Linked DNA regions of Sus scrofa: region 2 is linked to region 1. Evidence: chromatin contacts called from public Hi-C data. All regions are on one chromosome and are shown on one strand. The core of a region is the stretch at or near the end of the contact, and the rest is flanking DNA. Distances in the headings are between cores, read along the strand shown. Region 1 overlaps SYN2 (synapsin-2). Region 2 has its middle 84 kb from the start of PPARG.

Evidence for each region. A called contact is a pair of places that touch in the nucleus more often than the background predicts.
Region 2: a Hi-C map of retroperitoneal adipose tissue shows a contact between it and region 1, with 1.8 times the contacts expected there. The contact joins two enhancer-like sites. A contact is called at or near these places in 2 of 47 Hi-C or Micro-C datasets (retroperitoneal adipose tissue and subcutaneous adipose tissue) and 2 of 2 datasets of contacts at active chromatin or transcription factors (alveolar macrophages and skeletal muscle).

The regions. Positions count from the first base shown.
Region 1 is chr13:68,205,971-68,210,585 of Sscrofa11.1, forward strand. All of the region lies in intron 11 of SYN2 (synapsin-2), which reads left to right. Among named protein-coding and RNA genes, the nearest start is that of TIMP4, 17 kb to the left of the region's middle. Within about 2 kb of position 2,846, at least 16 of the 83 cell types and tissues checked have an H3K27ac peak or open chromatin away from gene starts, as enhancers often do. A contact at or near this core is called in retroperitoneal adipose tissue, where this site is marked.
Region 2 is chr13:68,278,067-68,282,831 of Sscrofa11.1, forward strand. No RefSeq gene overlaps it. Among named protein-coding and RNA genes, the nearest start is that of PPARG, 84 kb to the right of the region's middle. Within about 2 kb of position 2,710, at least 1 of the 83 cell types and tissues checked has an H3K27ac peak or open chromatin away from gene starts, as enhancers often do. A contact at or near this core is called in retroperitoneal adipose tissue, where this site is marked.

The DNA of each region.
Region 1 (4,615 bases), core at 1,596-4,095:
GTAAGAAGACCAAGATTGAGAAGGGGTTTCTCTGGAGTTTAAAGGGCCATGTAGGTAGGGAGGAAACACAGCTCAGACCCCACACACAGGACTAAGAGAGCTCTACTCAGCTTAGAAGTCAGTTTCAGACAAGAAAGGCCTTCCTGCTTCCCACAGCAGGACTGCTTTAGGGAATTTGTTCCCCAGTGAGTATAAGCTGGAGATGTGAGATTTGAGGCAGGTTCAGATAAAGTCACTAGTGACCAGATCCCTTAAAAGACTATTAAGGGAAACTGACTATTTTGGGGCTGTCCTAAGTTTTAAGGGACATCTTTAATCACTTGTAGCTGACATTCTAACCTCGGGTGACCTGGCCCTCAGGGCCCCCATAGGTCTCATGGACTGCCCCCACGGGACCTTCCTGGTGTCTTTAGGAAACCACTGATTGTGGGAGGAAATGAGTGCTGCCGTTGGAGGAGGGGCTCATCCTTGGGCACCTTTTATAACCTTTCAGAAGAAGGAAGATGGGCACTGGTGCCTGCAGGAGTGATCCCAGAAAGGTCCCAAGGTGCCTGCAAACATGCTGTCCCCTTTGCTCTGACTGAACCTACAGCCTCCCGACCACATTCCTTCCCGCTGCCTCATTCCCCCTGGGGTCCTGAACCGGGGGAGCAGGGCCTGGGGAGCTGATCAGAATAGCTCTGTGGCGTGTCCGGCAAGTAGCCTGGCCTGGCCTCTTTCCTGGGGCCAGACCCTGAGACCCTTTCCCAATTTCCTGTCTCAGATATGCTGAGCAAGCACTGGCTTTCCTCTGTGGTGGGGGCAGCTGGACTCAGGCCAGCAGCTCTCAGGAGTTGAGTCACTGGATGTCTTTCCTTCCTCAACTTTCCATCCTGCTGGGACCTCAGAGAGGAGCTCCTCTCTCCCATCCTGTCTGCTGAAAGCCATGGGATGGCATATTAAAGGTGCCTTTGGGAGAAACCCACAAACCTTCATCCATGGGCTTGGTTTCTCTCCCAGACCAGTGATTTCCTTTCTAATCAGCTCAAGAGCTAACATTCACTGTTTTTGAAATGACTTTTCTGCATCTTCAGGGACCTTGCTGGAACAAGTCAGTGATATACAGAGGGCATGGCATAGCCTAACCCAGAATCCACACCCTCCCCTTCCCACCCTGAACTGCTGTGCACCAGGCAACAGAAACCACTCCACAATATCTTCTCCATTGATGCACAAAATCCTAACATTAAAGCTTAATTCCTTTGGATTGGTATTTATTATTATTTAAATAAAAGTAATGATGCCTGGTTTACAAAGCACAGTGATTATTTGAGCCTCACAACCTGAGATGGTTTGAGCTGGTGTTTCTATCTCTGTTTTACATATCATCAAAGAGAATGCAAATAATTTGTCCAGGGTCCCACAGCTTCTAGGAGAGCTAGATCTTTTGGTCCCCAGTTCCAGGAATGCTCTACAGTACCCTGCACTGTGCCCTTTTGATGCTTCATCAGAGTGTAAGGATGGTAAGAATGGAGAGAGCCAGCCCTTGTGACCCTGTGTGGAGGAAACACTCCCTCTCCCCCTCCTTTAAGCCCATCCTGAACCTCCCAACCTGGAGGCATGGGTAGCTTCACTAACTCTCTCCTGCTCTCCCTTCCCTGGCTTCCCTGGTCACTAACGCCCATGGTCTCAGAATGCGGGACCCAAGTCCGGTCTGCTTGGATGGGGAGCAGCAGTACACTCTCCTTGCAAGCGCCTTAAAGCCTGCACCTGCAGGATACCTCTGCTCGGGCCTGATACCCCTGGATTCTTGGTGGGCTCAAGACTCCAGCTAAGGGAATCTTGTCTCCTACCTCAGTCACATATAGGACCAAAAAGAGCATGAAGGACTTAATGGAAGCCCAGAGCCAGAAGAGCCTTAGAAGTCACCTGCCTTCAACTGCATGAGCCCCTGCATGGCATCAACTGCATGTCCAGGCCCTGCTTAAACACTAATGCCAGGAGGTTCACTATTACCCATGCCAGCCCTTGACCTTGATCAAATTTACATTTGACTAATGATCTTCTACTCAGTCCTGGGGACTTCCACAGTTACCTCATTTAATTCTTAGATAGCCCTTTTTGAGAAACTGAGACTCAGAGATTAAGTTAGTTGCCCAAAGTCACATGAGGAAAGATGTCATTTCATATTTCTCACCATCCTATCTGCTCCATGTACCTATTTTATTCCACTGGTGTCCACCTTAAAAGAAGTGCCTGAGGAGTTCCCGTCATGGCACAGCAGAAACAAAGCTGACTAGGGTCCATGAGGACACAGGCTTGATCCCTGGCCTCGCTCAGTGGGTTGAGGATCCAATGTTGCTGCAGATCTGGCATTGCTATGGCTGTGGTGTAGGCCGGCAGCTACAGCTCTGATTTGACTCCTAGCCTGGGAACCTCCATATGCCAAGGGTGTGGCCCTAAAAGAAAAAAAAAAAAAGTGCCCAGAACCGGTGTTCTGTCTCATTGCTGTCTCATGAGGCTTATCAGCCAAAGAGCAATGGACCTGTGACCTCCCCCTATTGGGACACTGATGCACCACCAGCTGCATCACATTTTTGGCGGCAGCATTACAAACTAACACTGAGCTTGTCTTTCCCGAAGCCCAGGATTGTTTGCGGGTTTTTCCTTATGCTTTTGTAAGCCCATTCATTCCTCTTTTTTGTGTGCAGCTGGGCACAAGCATTGGACCTCACATTCTTACCTGTTTGAGTCAACCCAGCTTCCTGAGGGAAATGCTGCAGCTCAGTCTGGCCCTGAGTTCCTGCTGTGGGCTGGCTACAGGCCAGACTTTGGCAGTGACGCCAGAGTGGCCAGACTTCTGTGGAATTCAGCATCCCAGGCGGCTCTTGGTGACTGGAGACAGATTCCATGGTAGCCAAACCCCACAGGGAATAGGCCCTCAGCCCCAGCAGACGGAAGGCTTGTAGGCGGGACCAGAGAGTCTCAGCCTGGCAAGGGACAGTCCTGGGGGACTCTCCTCCCGCCTCCCATAACCCCTGGGAGATCTTCCGTCCACAACTTCAGTGAAGAGTGGAGCCGGGGACAGGAGAAGCTCCCTAGGCGCCAGACAAGGGTGGCCAAGGCGCATTCCCAGGCTCCAGCCTGGAGGACAGCTTCTGGAAGCTCGTTCCTTAAAGCTTTGGAAGGGAGCTCTGGGACGTAGTTCATCCTTGGGTGTCTCATTTATTTATTTCCGAGGCTAAGGGAAGCCAGGGCGAGGCTTCATGGTATGGTTACCCCTCTCAGCTCATGCTGTGAGTTTTACCATCAGAACTTAATCTGTGGGATTTTTGGAGTTTTTCCTGGAATCATAAGCTTTCAAAGTTGGAAGAAACCATATGTTCATCTAATCTGTCTCATATTTAATAAAGGTATAGTCTCTACAGTGTCTTTATCAGGTAATTCTCTGGCCTCTGCCTGAACACACCCACCTCCTAAGACAGCCTCTTCCACTCCTTTTACTACAGGAAGTGCTTCCTGTAAGTGAAAGCCTACCTTTAGGAGCTTTTCCCTCTTGGCCCTGGTTCTGCCCTGGTGCTGTCTTGGCTCCATAATTGTCTCTGAAAATATGTCTTCTCTGGGGGGAGAACATCTTAAGTTGTTCTTGATCAGTGACTGAGGCGAGTCATAGACAGCTGTCAGTGGTACAAGGTGAGGTCCTGGGGGAGGGAGCCAGTCTAGTGGCTCCACAAACTGTATGATTTTCCTATCATTCATCTGAGTGTCCCTCTCAGGCAGTGGCATGACACTGCTGGCTTGTCAGGGAGCCCAGAGGAGGCTGTACCATCACAGCTGAATGAAGTTCCCTGAAGCCCAGGAATAGGAGCACACTGAAGGAGGTGATCCATCACGGGAATGAGACCTAAAAAACAATAAAGCTTCAGAGGAAAAGGCTTATCAGTGTCACCATTACCATCTCCTGTTGTATCTTATGTAGCACCTACTTGGGACAGGTGCTTATAGATATCTCGATAGATAATCTCACTTTTATTTTATTTTACTTTATTTTATTTTATTGCTTTTCAGGGCCACACCCGTGGCATATGGAAGCTCCCTGGCTGGGGGTCCAATTGGAGCTATAGCCGCCAGCCACAGCCACAGCAACACCAGATCCGAGCTGCGTCTGCGACCTACACCAGAGCTCATGGCAACACTGGATCCTTAACCCACTGAGCAAGGCCAGGGATTGAACCCACATCCTCATGGATCCTAGGTGGATTCATTACCGCTGAGCCATGATGGGAACTCTGATAATCTCACTTTATATCACAGAAACCTTTTGAGGAAAGGCAGGTGCAGGAGGAAAAGTAACTTGCCCAAGGTCACAAAGCTAGTAAGTGGGAGATTTAGATTTAACCCCAAAGCTCAAATTCCTCAGCCCCTCTGCTGCCTAATCTTAAAAACTTTCAGTTGGAGCCCCAATATCAGTGTGCATGTGTTTGTTTGGGGGTGGGGTTGATGCCCTGCTCAGGTAAAAAGGCAGCCCTGGTATCCTCTGTGCCCATTACCCAAACACTGTACCCTACAGACTTCTCTTCCAATTGGCAGCTGGGCCAAGAGAAAGAACTCACAACGGGAAGGACCCTTAGGCCTG
Region 2 (4,765 bases), core at 1,460-3,959, 72 kb after region 1:
TGGGTTGGGGAGGGAGGATGTGTGAAGAGGGGAATGACCATTGATGGGTATGGCGTTTCTTTTTGGGGTGATGAAAATGTTTGAAGGTTGATTGTGGTGATGTTTTCACAACTCTGAATATACCAAGAACTCCTGACTTGGACCCTTTAAACAGATGAATTGTATGCTGTATGAGTTATGTCTCAATAAAGCTGTTATCAGAATAATAGCTAAGTTATAACTCTCCACCCCTTAAGTGTGGGCTGGGAATTGTGACTTCCTTCCAAAGAAGGCAGTACAGAAAGAGGGGGAAAAAGAGTCACTTCTCATGGGGAAACCTGACAAACACCACCTCAGCAGGGTGATCAAGGTGGATAGAATACATTGAGAATGGCGATGGCTAAAACTCTCTGGCCTTCCTCCCCAAATCGATAACCCTCGTCTAAACCCCAGAAAAACATCAAACAAATCCCAGTTGAGGGACATTCCACAGAATACCTGACCAGGACTCCTCAAAACTGTCAAGGTCATCAAAAACAAGCAAAGTCTGAGAACAGTCACAGCCAAGAGGAACCAGAGGAGGCATTACAACTAAATGTAAGACAATGTACTGATGGGATCCTGGAACAAAAAAAAGGGACATTAGGTAAAAACTAAGAGGTTATGAATAAAGCATGGACTTAAATAGTTATATATATCAATATTAGTCCATTCGTTGTGTCAGAGGTACCATGCTAACGTATAATGTTAATATCAGAGGAAATGGAAGGTTACCTAACTTCCCCTAGCCTCAGTTTCCTCTTCTCTAAAGTGAGGCTAATCATAGTTTTCACCTTATGGGTTTGGGGGATTTAAATGATTTAAGCCTTTTTTCCACCGTCTTTTAAAAAAGTTTTGTTGAAGTATGATTGATTTACAATGTTGTGATCATTGATTTAAGCCATTTTGTATGTAATGTTTCAACAGCGCCTGACAAATAGGAAGTGGTCAATAAATGTTAGCTATTACGATTAGTGTAGTTATACTTTCTTTCAGGTATTTTATTTTATTGTTGTATTTTCATTAAAGTATAGTTGATTTTACAGTGTTGTACCAATTTCTGCTGTACGGCAAGGTGACCCAGTCAGATATTTTATTTTTAAATGAGAGATTAAGAAAAAAATCTATCTAGTGCAACTTATAAGGCTGACTTTTATAAGGGGCTCAGAAATGCTGCCCTTTTACAATGTTTATCAAATAAATGCATGCCTGTTTCAGAGGGAGGTGATCAAAAACTGAATATGTAGGTACATTTTTGTCCTTAAACCATATACATTTTAGATGGAATTGGAAGGAAGAAAATACACACATCTTTTTTCTGGGGGGGGAGGGGAATATAAAGTCAAGACCTTGTTTTGAATTCAGCATTAGTGGGGGACAGATAAATGAGAAATGTACTGTTCACTCCCATAGAACCTCATGCTGGAAGAAGTAAATAGAAAGATGAATTAATTTTAATTATAATGTTTTCACTGTCACATATCTTTATTCAAAGGGAAGGCCATCCAGAGGAGCAGTAAAATCTCAGTGGGACATTGCACCAAGGAACTCTAAATATAGACGCAGCAAGGAACTCCAAATACAATTAATTCTCAAATTAAAAACACCCAGCTTACAAATATTACATACATACATAAAAGGTCAATTATAAAATACTGAATGCCCAGTTAAATTTCTGATAAACAACAAATACTTTTTTAGTATGTATCTATCTCAAATATTGCACAGGACATAACTTAAATGAAACGATTATTTGCTGTTTATCTGAAATTTAACTGGTATCTTGTATTTTTATTTGCTACCTCTGGTCCCCCTCCCCAAGGGAGACCAAGCAATGAAAACATTGCTTTTCAATGTTTACGATAGTTTCTTTCTAAAATTATCCTAATAAATTTAGAAAAACTTAACAGGACCCCCTCTGAATAGCTCACATATTTCCTAAGTGATAATGCTGTAAGCGGTAGTAAGAATGATTTCTTTCTATCAAAGATCACTGACACATGGAAACAAAAACTAACAACAATTATACCTTTGAAAAATTTAAATTTATCAAATCACCAGCTTCTCATCTTAATTCAAGAAAGAGGAGTTCCTGTCGTGGCACAGTGGTTAACGAATCCGACTAGGAACCATGAGGTTGCGGGTTCGGTCCCTGCCCTTGCTCAGTGGGAACGGTCCCTGCCCTTGCTCAGTGGGTTAACGATCCGGCGTTGCTGTGAGCTGTGGTGTAGGTTGCAGACGCGGCTCGGATCCCGCGTTTCTGTGGCTCTGGCGTAGGCCGGTGGCCACAGCTCCGATTCAACCCCTAGCCTGGGAATCTCCATATGCCGCGGGAGCGGCCCAAGAAATAGCAACAACAACAAAAGACAAAAGACAAAAAAAAAAAAAAAAAGAAAGAAAGAAACTGGCTTAAACAATAATTTAGAAGTTTTTGCAAGAAAAATGGAGAAAATGTGAATGAATGAGAAGGAAACAGGGAGAAGAGCAAAAAAGGAGACAGAGGGAGGCAGGCAGATAGATAAAGACAAATGTGAAAGGCAGAGGAGGGATCGGAAAGTGGAGGGAGAAGGAAATACAGGAAGCCAGGCTCTGGGCTCTGAGATGCGAGGTAGTGGAGGCACAGCGCTGTTCAGAGGCCACTGTCTTCCTGGAATAGCCGGTAGCACAGCAGGGCTGCTTGGGTGCACTGGTCCCAACAGCCCAGTCAGCGTCTCCCTAAGGGCCAGATGCAACGAAACTGAGGGGTGGATAAGGAGGTGTCCTACCTCCCTGCTGCCAAAGAATCCTGCGCTTTCAGCTGAGATGACACTATTGTGAGGGAAGGCAGGAAGAAAGGGAGGAAGGTGGGGAAGGAGAGCAAAAAGGGAGAAGGAAGGAAGAATTCTTCCTGGCGAGGGAGAAATAGAAGGAGGGAGGAAGAAAAGATACCCAGCTTTCTCTTTAGTTCTCTGTAATGATTTCATCCACCTCAGCAAAAGAGAGACTTTGTTTTTAAATGGACAGTCTTGAGTTGACTTGGGAATTTAATCTGTCTTTGTCTTTCTCTCTGTGCCACACACCTACATACATAAACACACACACACACACACACCCTGTGATTTCACTCAACGAGGCTGACCCTGACTCATTTCAGCTTCCTTTCAGCATCCTTGAACCTGGCTCAGGTGGCAGAGGTAAGAAAGAGCTGAGTCACCAATGATAAACTATAATTCAAGTAATCCACCTATAAATCATAAAAATTTAGTTGTACATTTTTACCAGGCCCAAAGAGTCGGACTTTGAGAAAAGATCTTGAGCTGCTATAGTTTGGATCATTCAAAGAATGAAAAATGATATAATAGTATTTTGCTACTAAGGGCGACAAAATTGTTTCTTATATGAGCCCAGATTCTCTGAAGAGAAAATGCCTAATATCAAGAAGCAAGGATGGTAAGAGTAGTCTTTGGGATCGTTTAATTTAGAAAGAAGGCTGGACAATAGCCAAAAAATTTCTTGGCCTTAAAAAGACCCTGGTGACATGTTTCATTTTGATTTCTGAGATTAATTAATTATGGGAAAACTTTAGCATTTATTTAAAGAGTCACATGGGAAAAGTCATACACTAGTAGAGGGGTTTGCTCTGAGATTGAGGAGTTCCAAAATGGGATGACTGACATGCAGAAAATTACTAAGAAGCAAATAATGGCTTATGTTCTCGTTTTCCAAATTGGAAAGGAGATTATTTTTTGATACCCCTATGGAGATCATTAGAACATTTACAGAGTTTTTTTGGGAAAGAACTGAGTGTACAGTGAGAATGGGAAATGTTTCTGACCTGTCCAGTATGGTGTCTCCAGTACCTAGCACAATTCTTGGCAAACACACACACACACACACACACACACACACACATACACATATACATATATAAAACAATAAATTGCATTATCAAACTTTTAAATGGAAGAGAACAAATTTAAGAGCAGTTTCAAAATCTGACAGAAGATTTAATAAATAGGATCAATGGAAATTCCGGTAGTGGCTCAATGGAAACGAACCTGAGTAGCATCCATGAGGATGCAGGTTTGATCTCTGGCCTTGCTCAGTGGGTTAAGGATCTAGTGTTGCCATGAGCTGTGGTATAGGTCACAGATGCCGCTCAGATCTGGCGTTGCTGTGGCTGTAGCACAGGTCAGCAGCTACAGCTCTGCTCTAACTCCTAGCCTGGGAACTTCCATATGCCATTGGTGCCGCCCTAAAAAGACAAAAAAAAAAAAAAAAAAAAAAATCAATGAAGAAAGTACAGATCATTTTACTAGGTTGGAAATGGTTTTTGCAATTTAGGTTCCTTAAGAATTTGTCAAGATTATGGCAAAAAGGACTGCAAAATTTAGAGCAGTATAAGCATCAGATTTTAATGACTATAACAGTTCTATTGAACTTTAAAATGCAAAGGTGGAGATTTATTTTTGGTCTCTCTTCTAGCTATGCCTGAGAAGAGTTTCACATACCTCGTTTTCTTTTCAATTTTAATTATAAAATATAATTTTATATTTCTACTACTACTTGAGAGAGCTTTCTATCATGAAATATACTTTTTTTAATATACTTTTTTAAAAAAAGAAAAAAGTAAAATCCAAGCAGAAGATCTTATCAAGAGAGTTCGCTTTTAGCTTGTCTTCTCCTCAATCTTCTTCCTTCATTAGTCTGAGGTTTTTGGCAAAGATAATAAAAATATGACAAAGTCACATGTCCAGTCACATACTCA